3 separate regions of the Mus musculus genome follow, and regions 1 and 3 are each linked to region 2. The links are chromatin contacts, called in public Hi-C and HiChIP or PLAC-seq maps. All regions are on one chromosome and are shown on one strand. The core of a region is the stretch at or near the end of the contact, and the rest is flanking DNA. Distances in the headings are between cores, read along the strand shown. Region 1 has its middle 21 kb from the start of Wdr4. Region 2 holds the start of U2af1 (U2 small nuclear ribonucleoprotein auxiliary factor (U2AF) 1). Region 3 has its middle 6.6 kb from the start of 2310015A16Rik.

Region 1 (2,700 bases), core at 115-2,614, 170 kb before region 2:
AAGCTCGTGTCCCGTGGCTTTCACGGGAGACCATCTCTCCGCCCGGCCCTCCTTCCTGTTCCATGCTTGCCAGCTAGCCACGTTAAAGCAAGAGTGAATGGAGAGAGCTAGCTCTCATAACGTCATCCTGAGGAACCATGGGCAAATCTGACAGTGTGACTGAAAGTATCTGTATTAAAAGAACGTACTTAGAGGCTGGGAGGCTCTGTGGATGAAGTGCCAGCTGGGCCAGCCTAGCTATCTAAGTTTGAGTCCCCAGAAGCCAGGTGTGAGCCACGTACAGCAGTGCACACGTGTGTAACCCCAGCCTGCCTCTACTGGGAAGATTGGTGACAGACACTCTGGAAACTCAAGAGCCAGCTCAAGCACAGAAAGCAACCTTGAACCAAGACACCCTGAGTCAAACAACACAGAAGACCAACACCCAAGATTGTTACTGACCCCTGTTGTGAGACTGTTCCTGGGAAATGTGAACGGATGGCTCTGCACCCCAGAAGGGGTACCAACAGCAACCCAAAGTAAGGAAGGACACCACCAAAGCCATCATGGTGAGCCGGTGAGTTTGATTGGGGTTACTGCAGGAGCAGAAATGACTCAAAGACAGCTGCATCACCGAAGCCCACATCCAGCATGGGTGAGTCTTGAAATCTGCAGTGTGCTGCACAGCCTGCAAGCAGCTTGTCAGGGTGGAGACTGTCTCCTGTGGTCAGTTTAGGAGATCTGAGCCTATGCAGGCATCTTTACTGATGCCTGTTTCTTCCAAGAGATTTCTCTGGCCTGAGCCTCTTCTGGTAAGCTCAGGTTGTCTGACCATGTCTGTCAGCAGCCCTTATAGGTTATAAATCTTTGAGGGGCAGGGCTCAAGACAGGGTTTTTCTGTGCAGCTCTGGCTCATTCTGTAGACCAGGCTACCCTCATACTTAGAGATCAAGCTGCTTCTGCCTCTTAAGTGCTGGGATTAAAGGTGTGCGCCACCACTGCACAGTTAGTCCTTATAAGTTATATGCTGGGAAAGGTAGAGGCCTAGTATATCTGGTCAGTTTCAGGGACTTCCTGAAACATTGCTTACTTCCTTAAGGAGTATCCCTGCAAACACACACACACCTAAATAGAGACACACAGAAGTACCCATACACACACACACACACACACACACACACACACATATATATATATATAAACACACAGAAACACTCACATATAACACACAAAAACACATACATACACACACAAATAGACACACAGAAACACACACATACACATATATAGATACACAGAAACACACATACACATGGAGAGAGAGAGAGAGAGAACATCTGGTGTTGTAAGCAAGCTTCCTCTAAGACAGAATGTTTTATCTTCAGGAAATTGCTACACAAAACCTCTCCATTTTGGAGAAGCATGTCTCTAGAAAGCTCCATCACACAATGGAACACACTCACACACATACACAGAAACAATCAGAAACTTTTAAGGTATGTACACCCACAAATACACACATACTCCCTCCCTGTCTCTCCCCTTTCTCCCTCTCCCTCACAACCAATCCCCAGGAAAAGATGTAGAGATGACACAGATGATGGAACAAGCGGAAGTCCTCGCACATCCCAGTGCACACGATGAATTTAAAGCTTTACATTACGATTGCTGGAGAAATGGAAGGCTTAGGTCAAAACTGAAAGACAGAAAGCCTTCACCTTGAGCAGCGGTGTTTTAGATGCCACAAGGGCAGGCCAGTCAACTGAAATCTACCCAACCTGAGGCACAGCAGAAAAGGAAACCTGAAGGTAAGCCAGGAGCAGAGGCTTGGAAGTCACCAAAGCAAGCCAGCCACACTGGCAAACTCAGCCAGAGTCAGAGCTACAGAAATAGATAGGAGCTGGGGATGTCCCATGCTTGACAAAAATGTTACCTTCAACAATAATCAGGAAACCCCAAATAGACACACACACACACACACACACACACACACACACACACCATACACACAGAGATTAAACCACAGAAAACAAATGATCAAGGAAAAGCTTCAAGCCAGGCAGTGGTAGTACACACCTTTAATCCAGCTTGAGAGGCCGAGATAGGCGGATCTCTGAGTTCGAGGCCAGCCTGGTCTACAAAATGAGTTCCAGGACAGCCAGAGTTACACAGAGAAACCCTGTCTCGAAAAACAAACAAAGCAGCAGGACACCCTATTCTCAGTGTATACCCACCATCACAGGGTAGGTGACAGGCACAAAGAAGTCCTGAGCCTAGATGCTGAGGACCCTGAGCATCCTGTGTGCTGGAAGTGGCCATGTCACATGGGATGGTGGGACTGTCAAAGAGCTGACAACCAAGACCCACATTGGAATCCCTTCAACTAAGAGCTCTGGCAGTCACTGCAGGCAAGCAGACAGAAGCCCAGAAAAGGCAGCACTTAGAAGCCAGAGCCCCGTCATCCTTGGTGTGACTCTTGCTCCCTCTAGTGGCAGATCTGAGCTCCGTGGCTGCAAGCAAAGAAGAAAACCTTTGTGGGGTGGGGTCCATCTCCAGGATAACAAAGCAAAGCAGGGAGGGTGCTAAGGAGCTGAGGGATGAGACTCTGAGAGCTGACAGTACATAGCAGGCCAGAAGCAAGGCAGTAAAGCCTAGGGGAAGGAAAAAGACTGTAAACTCACAATCTGGAACTGTATCCAAGAAACGAACTGTCTTAGTCAG
Region 2 (2,700 bases), core at 61-2,560:
TACTTTAACGGCTTTACTTTAAATTACATATATGGGGAGGGGGAGGGGTGCCCGTGGCGGCCAGAGGCAATGGATCTCCCAAGATCTGGCACTACAGGTGGTTGTAGGACATCAGATTGCAATAAAGGGGATTCAGGGAACCACACTACTGGCCTCTTCAAGAGCAGTTCACACTCTGAACCACTGAGTCATCTCTCTAGTCCCTTTAATGTATTTTAGTCATCCTTAACACAAGGCACAACCTTCCTCCATGACTTCCTGAGAACCCAGACTTTATTCCAGCTGATTCTCCAAGACTGGTCTAGACCTAACATCCAATTAAATGTCTCTTGAGTGACTGCCGATTCAGGCATGAGACTTTTAGAAACATCCCCTCTTTCAAACACTGAAGACTGTATAAAGGTGCCTGATCGGACAGCCTCCATCCTGGAAAACAGAACATTTTAAGAGTGAGAATGTGGCACCAAAAACGTTATCTATTGCAAACGCTTACCACCGTGACTGACATCTGCATAAACCTTGTACAAGATTCAGAAACATAAAGATGGTGACTACTTACTGGAAGCAGATTAAGCCAGATACTTAAATCCTTAGGTTTTCAAAGTAGGAATTATCCTTGAAAGTGTCCGAAGACATTCCCCTTAACCTAAATTTCAGCCGACACGCGGAAATGAGTATGTGCCTCGCAGCACACGACCACAGGCGGGAATATTGCTATTCCTTTTCCTCTTACCCTAACAGTTGGCTACGGAAATGCAAACCTTAATTTAAAAAGAAAGGCGGGTCCGCCAACGCTTAGGCAGGCAGGAGGTTTATTCGGTCGAAACCGCTCCCAAAGGTCGGCCCCAGCACTGAATGCTAGAGAGGACGGGGCCACAGCACTTCCGACACGATAACTCAAAGCCTAAAGTTGCAAGAAACGTGTTACTTCGCCACAGAAGCCCCGGGCAGCAGTGGGAGCGCGGCGTGGGGCAGGGCCCCGCGTAGAACCCGGCATGGAGCGCCCGCGGTGGAGCTCGAGGCGCCGAGGCCCAGCCCGAGCCGCCCGCCAGTCCCGCCGCCCGGCCCACGAGGCGGCGGCGCCGAGCCGCGCGAGGTCTCCAGGCCCGAGCCAGCCGCCACGCCTGGACGTCACCGCCGCTTGCCTCGACCGGCACCCGCTGCCCGTCGCCTCCCCAGCCCAAGTCCCGGCAGGCCGGCCCTACTCACTTGTCTTTTTCGGTGCCGAAGATGGAGGCCAAGTATTCCGCCATTTTCGAGCGGACGACTCAGGCACGGCAGCCGACGCTGCCGACTACGCCGACGTCCCTCCGGAGACGTCACCCGACGCGACGACGCTCTCCCCACCCGTCGTAGCGACTCTGTCCAATTGGGAAAGGTGCTGCCAGCGCGGGGGCGGGACGAAGAGCATGAGGAGGCTCCGCCCCTACCCTGGCGCCTGCGCACTCCTTGGCGCCCGGGCGGGTCCCGCGCATTGCTTGCGGCTTAGGCTGTGGACAGCCGCTCCGCGCGTGCTCAGCACCGCTGTTTCCCGCTCCCGCCGCTGGGACCGCGCCCTCTCCCCTTGCTGGCCCTCCTGTCCCAGGCCTCCCACCAGTGCAGCTGTAGATAAGGGGCTCTGTCCGGCCTCCTGGAGGGCCTTAAACCACAGCATCCTCACAGTCACAAGGCTCACCTTCAAGTCACCAAATTTCCAGGCAGAGCCTAATCTCCGTTATCTCAGGCAGAGACCCAGGCTGCGGGGTCATCTTGGTTGGATGACTTTATCTGCTCTCTCTGGCTATAGAGCCACTTCCATCCGAGGACGAACCGTGGAAGAGGGTTGTGGGAAGCTGGGGTCTCCTCACAGGCTCTCACTAGTTAACCTGGTTACTGGAACCAGGATGAATGACCCGATCAGGTCCACCAGACCATTAGTTTGTTCATCCTTCTTTCTTCCCACACGCCCATTCACCCCTCACTAATTAAGCTACCCAACTATCCATGCCTCACCCATTCATCTTCCCCTGTCACATCTATTTATCTCTTATTTGGAGACATTAGAAGAATAAGCCCTGTGACACATATATAGACACAGGCTGCTACGATGTTTGTTTTATTGAGCGTGTTTTGTTTTTTGTTTCTCCATGGGATGGTCTTGTGTATGCATCAGGCTACATAGCTACTATGTACAGCTACAGATGACCTTGAACTTCTGATCCTTCTGAATCTCTTACCATCCTGAGTGCTAGGGTTACCAGTGTGTACTACCAAATAGGTTTATATGATGCTGTATGTTAAGCAAGCACTCTATCAACTGAATGACATCCCGAGCCTTGGTTGGTGTAATGTTTAAATCCACTTTTCTGAGTTATGGAGAAGAGGCTTCTGGGTATGTCTGTGAGGGCAGGGATAACCACTTCATACTTCGCCATGCATTGTATCACTGGGCTCTCTCTCCCTCAACTACAAGTAACTAATACAGCTGGTATAATATTGCTCCAGCTGACATGACAGAGAGTTTAAAAGAATACAGACCTGGTGACATCTATTCCTGTTGGTGGCCTTCTATGGCTCCCAAGGCTCTAAGTATACAGGCATCTTTCCACTTTTTGTTTTGTTTCTTTGTCTGGTTGGTTTTGTTTTCCAAGATAGGGTTTCTCTGTGTAGCCCTGGCTGTCCCGGAACTCACTTTGTAGACCAGGCTGGCCTTAAACTTAC
Region 3 (2,700 bases), core at 160-2,659, 250 kb after region 2:
CAAGAAACAGGACCTCCCCCTCCTCTCTGGATGGCAGTGGCCTCAGGTGCCCCAAAGACTCATGGGTAAAGGGACGGCTGACACAGCTGGAACACAGACAGCACACAATAGTTAGAGTAGTTCCTCTATCCCTGTGTCAGACCTGGGTTAGGGTTCAAGATTATGTACAGCAGATCCCTAGCCTTGGCCCCCAGGAAGGAAGGAAGGAAGGAAGGAAGGAAGGAAGGGAAGAAGGAAGGAAGGAAGGAAGGAAGGAAGGAAGGAAGGAAGAGAAGAAGGAAGGAAGGGAGGGAGGGAGGGAGGGAGGGAGGGAGGGAGGGAGAAAAGAAGGACAGAACAGGACCAGGTTACCCCATCAGAGCCTCAGAGACACTAAGTAGACACACTTCAGGTCTGTTGCCACGTGGAACAGGAGGGAAGCTGGGTCATTTCTCCAATTGTCTGTCAGAAGCTCCAAAGGAATTAACAAGAGGTCCTTAGAGAGCAGAGAGTCCACACTTACGTTCCCAACAGTGAATACCAAGCGACCTGTAGTGCCTGTCCCCAGTTAGGGGACAGAAGCTAGGGCTGGCTGCTCATACCCAAGGCCAGGGTCTAGCCACAAAAGCTCTAGAAACACGGCTGAGTGTCTTAGTCGGGGTTTCTAGTCCTGCACAAACATCATGACCAAGAAGCAAATTGGGGAGGAAATGGTTTATTCAGCTCACACTTCCACATTGCTGTTCATCACCAAAAGAAATCAGGCCTGGAACTCAAGCAGGTCAGGAAGCAGGAGCTGATGCAGAGGCCATGGAGAGATGTTACCTACTGGCTTGCTTCCCCTGGCTTTCACAGCCTGCTCTCTTATAGATACCAGCCCAGGGATGGTATCACCCACAAGGGGCCCTCCCCACATGATCACCAACGTAGAAAATGCCCCACAGCTGGATCTCATGGAGGCACTTCCCCAGCTGGAGCTCCTTTCTCTGTGATAATTCCAGCCTGTGTTGAGCTGACACACAAACCCAGCCAGTACACTGAGGCAGAGTGAGAGGACTAGGCCCAGCTTCCGTGGACTCCTCCCGGTGCGAGCCATTGCTGGTTACAGAGCCACCCCGGAAGAGCATAGAGCGTGCCTGTGGCTCACAGTCTTTGAACATGGATCTCTGAGCACCTGCAGGAGCCAGGCTCTGCAGGGCACAGCGGCTTAGACATCTAGACCTAGGCTTCCAAGTGACCCCCAGGAAAATCCTCTGCTTTTCCTACCCCCATGGCGTTCACAGGCTTGCCTCCATCGTAAGGTCAGGACGTCGGCAAGCACAGCCACAGGACTAGGCCAGCCAACTGTCTCTGTCCCAGGCGGCAGGCTCTGACGTGTTCCTCTGGGTTTGGAGTCAAGGCCTGCCGTGTTTGTTCCCTCTCACCAGGAAGTGAGGGCTTTCCTTCCTGAAGCTTGGGAGGCCACGTTCCTTTTCACTCCCCAAAGAGGAAGCCTTCTCTGTCCTCAGGCCAGATATGTGGAGGGCTGACTTCATGGCCTGAGACGAGTGCACAGGAAGCCGTCTTACCTAAGAAGCCCTGGAGGAAGCCTCCACAGGCCCCACAGGAAGCACAGCCACGTCACCTTCTCCAGCAGGGAGGCCAGTCTCTGCCCAGCTCCATCCCACCTGACCTGCCATCTGCCCAGCCTCCAACCCCTGAGACGTCTCCTTTCTGGCCTCCTCAGGCTCCTGAGCACATTTGTGAGTTTACAAAGATCAGAGGTCGCCGGAGATCAGAACCAGTGCACCCCACTGCCCCGCAGTACCCACTTACATAGTCTCTCAGTGTGATCCCTGGGGCCCCAACACATGGCCTTTGGTCCCAAGTTGGACAGAATCCTAACAGTGATGATCCTGGTGTCAAGGACACTAGGAGCTGGTGGCAGCAGAAGGACCAGGAGGAAGGGACACAGAGGCCAGAACACTAACTGGGAAGGCTACCAGGCATCCTGGGGACAGGCATCCTGTAGGGTGTCACTGGGCTCAGGATAGCAGCCACTGAGGCTACAATGATAACATCTAGACTTAAGGGAGGTGGAGGAACAGTGCGGGTATCCTTACCAGGGACTGTGCCCATGAACCCTGCTCATAGTCTTCTGGAAGGGGACTCCAAATAGCTTGCCATCATGTCCACAGTGGGGTCCATTCTAAAAAGAAGTTGGGGGAGGTGCAGGAGGGAACTGGCATGGGGGACACAGCACATGCTGTGGACAGGTGAGGGCCAAAGTTTTTGTCACCAGAACCCATGTAAAAGCTGGACGTGTGTGATGGCCACCTGTACGTCCCAGCACTGGGGAGGCAGAGACAGGGGGTGACCTAGAGCAAGACAGCTAGCTAGACCAGCTGACTGGCGAACTCTGGGAGAGTTCCTGTCTCACTGTATAGAGTGACTGAAGAAAACTCCATCCCCACACACCTGTGCCCATGTACTGGAACATATGTGCAATGATACATACACAAGTTCCCTCGAAGATCTTAGTGAGAATCTCACGGTTTACCTAAAAGGGTTGCCTTCAGTGGTCACACGGCACTGTGGTAGCATTGAATGGGACATTTGCCACCTGTATCTGGAGGGGTTCTTGATGTCTGCAGGCACTGAAGAGAGGTAAAGCAGCCACGGCTTTCCAGCCACCTGCGATGGGGCTATCCTCTGTTCAGGAATGCTCTAGAGTGTCCCTGC

Evidence for each region. A called contact is a pair of places that touch in the nucleus more often than the background predicts. HiChIP or PLAC-seq counts read pairs in DNA pulled down with a chosen protein or histone mark.
Region 1: an H3K27ac HiChIP or PLAC-seq map of acute myeloid leukemia shows a contact between it and region 2, with 3 times the contacts expected there. The contact joins the enhancer-like site here to the promoter of U2af1 in region 2. A contact is called at or near these places in 6 of 39 promoter capture datasets (the C10 cell line, cranial neural crest, liver and 3 more), 3 of 15 datasets of contacts at CTCF or cohesin (CD8 T cells, embryonic stem cells and pro-B cells), 24 of 484 Hi-C or Micro-C datasets (CD4 T cells, CD8 T cells, the N1E-115 cell line and 10 more), 8 of 115 datasets of contacts at active chromatin or transcription factors (the HPC-7 cell line, acute myeloid leukemia, double positive thymocytes and 4 more) and 4 of 9 other capture datasets (adipose tissue, liver, macrophages and 1 more).
Region 3: a Hi-C map of bone marrow-derived macrophages shows a contact between it and region 2, with 22 read pairs. The contact joins the enhancer-like site here to the promoter of U2af1 in region 2. A contact is called at or near these places in 13 of 39 promoter capture datasets (the C10 cell line, cranial neural crest, embryonic stem cells and 6 more), 3 of 484 Hi-C or Micro-C datasets (the C2C12 cell line, bone marrow-derived macrophages and muscle stem cells), 2 of 115 datasets of contacts at active chromatin or transcription factors (the HPC-7 cell line and memory CD8 T cells) and 4 of 9 other capture datasets (adipose tissue, embryonic stem cells, liver and 1 more).

The regions. Positions count from the first base shown.
Region 1 is chr17:31,490,222-31,492,921 of GRCm38.p6, forward strand. No RefSeq gene overlaps it. Among named protein-coding and RNA genes, the nearest start is that of Wdr4, 21 kb to the right of the region's middle. Within about 2 kb of position 1,365, at least 22 of the 459 cell types and tissues checked have an H3K27ac peak or open chromatin away from gene starts, as enhancers often do. A contact at or near this core is called in acute myeloid leukemia, where this site is marked.
Region 2 is chr17:31,657,444-31,660,143 of GRCm38.p6, forward strand. U2af1 (U2 small nuclear ribonucleoprotein auxiliary factor (U2AF) 1) reads right to left here and starts at 1,311. Exons shown (of 8, transcript NM_024187.4): 1 at 1,210-1,311. The coding sequence starts at 1,253.
Region 3 is chr17:31,904,507-31,907,206 of GRCm38.p6, forward strand. No RefSeq gene overlaps it. Among named protein-coding and RNA genes, the nearest start is that of 2310015A16Rik, 6.6 kb to the right of the region's middle. Within about 2 kb of position 1,410, at least 130 of the 459 cell types and tissues checked have an H3K27ac peak or open chromatin away from gene starts, as enhancers often do. A contact at or near this core is called in the HPC-7 cell line, adipose tissue, bone marrow-derived macrophages and 1 more, where this site is marked.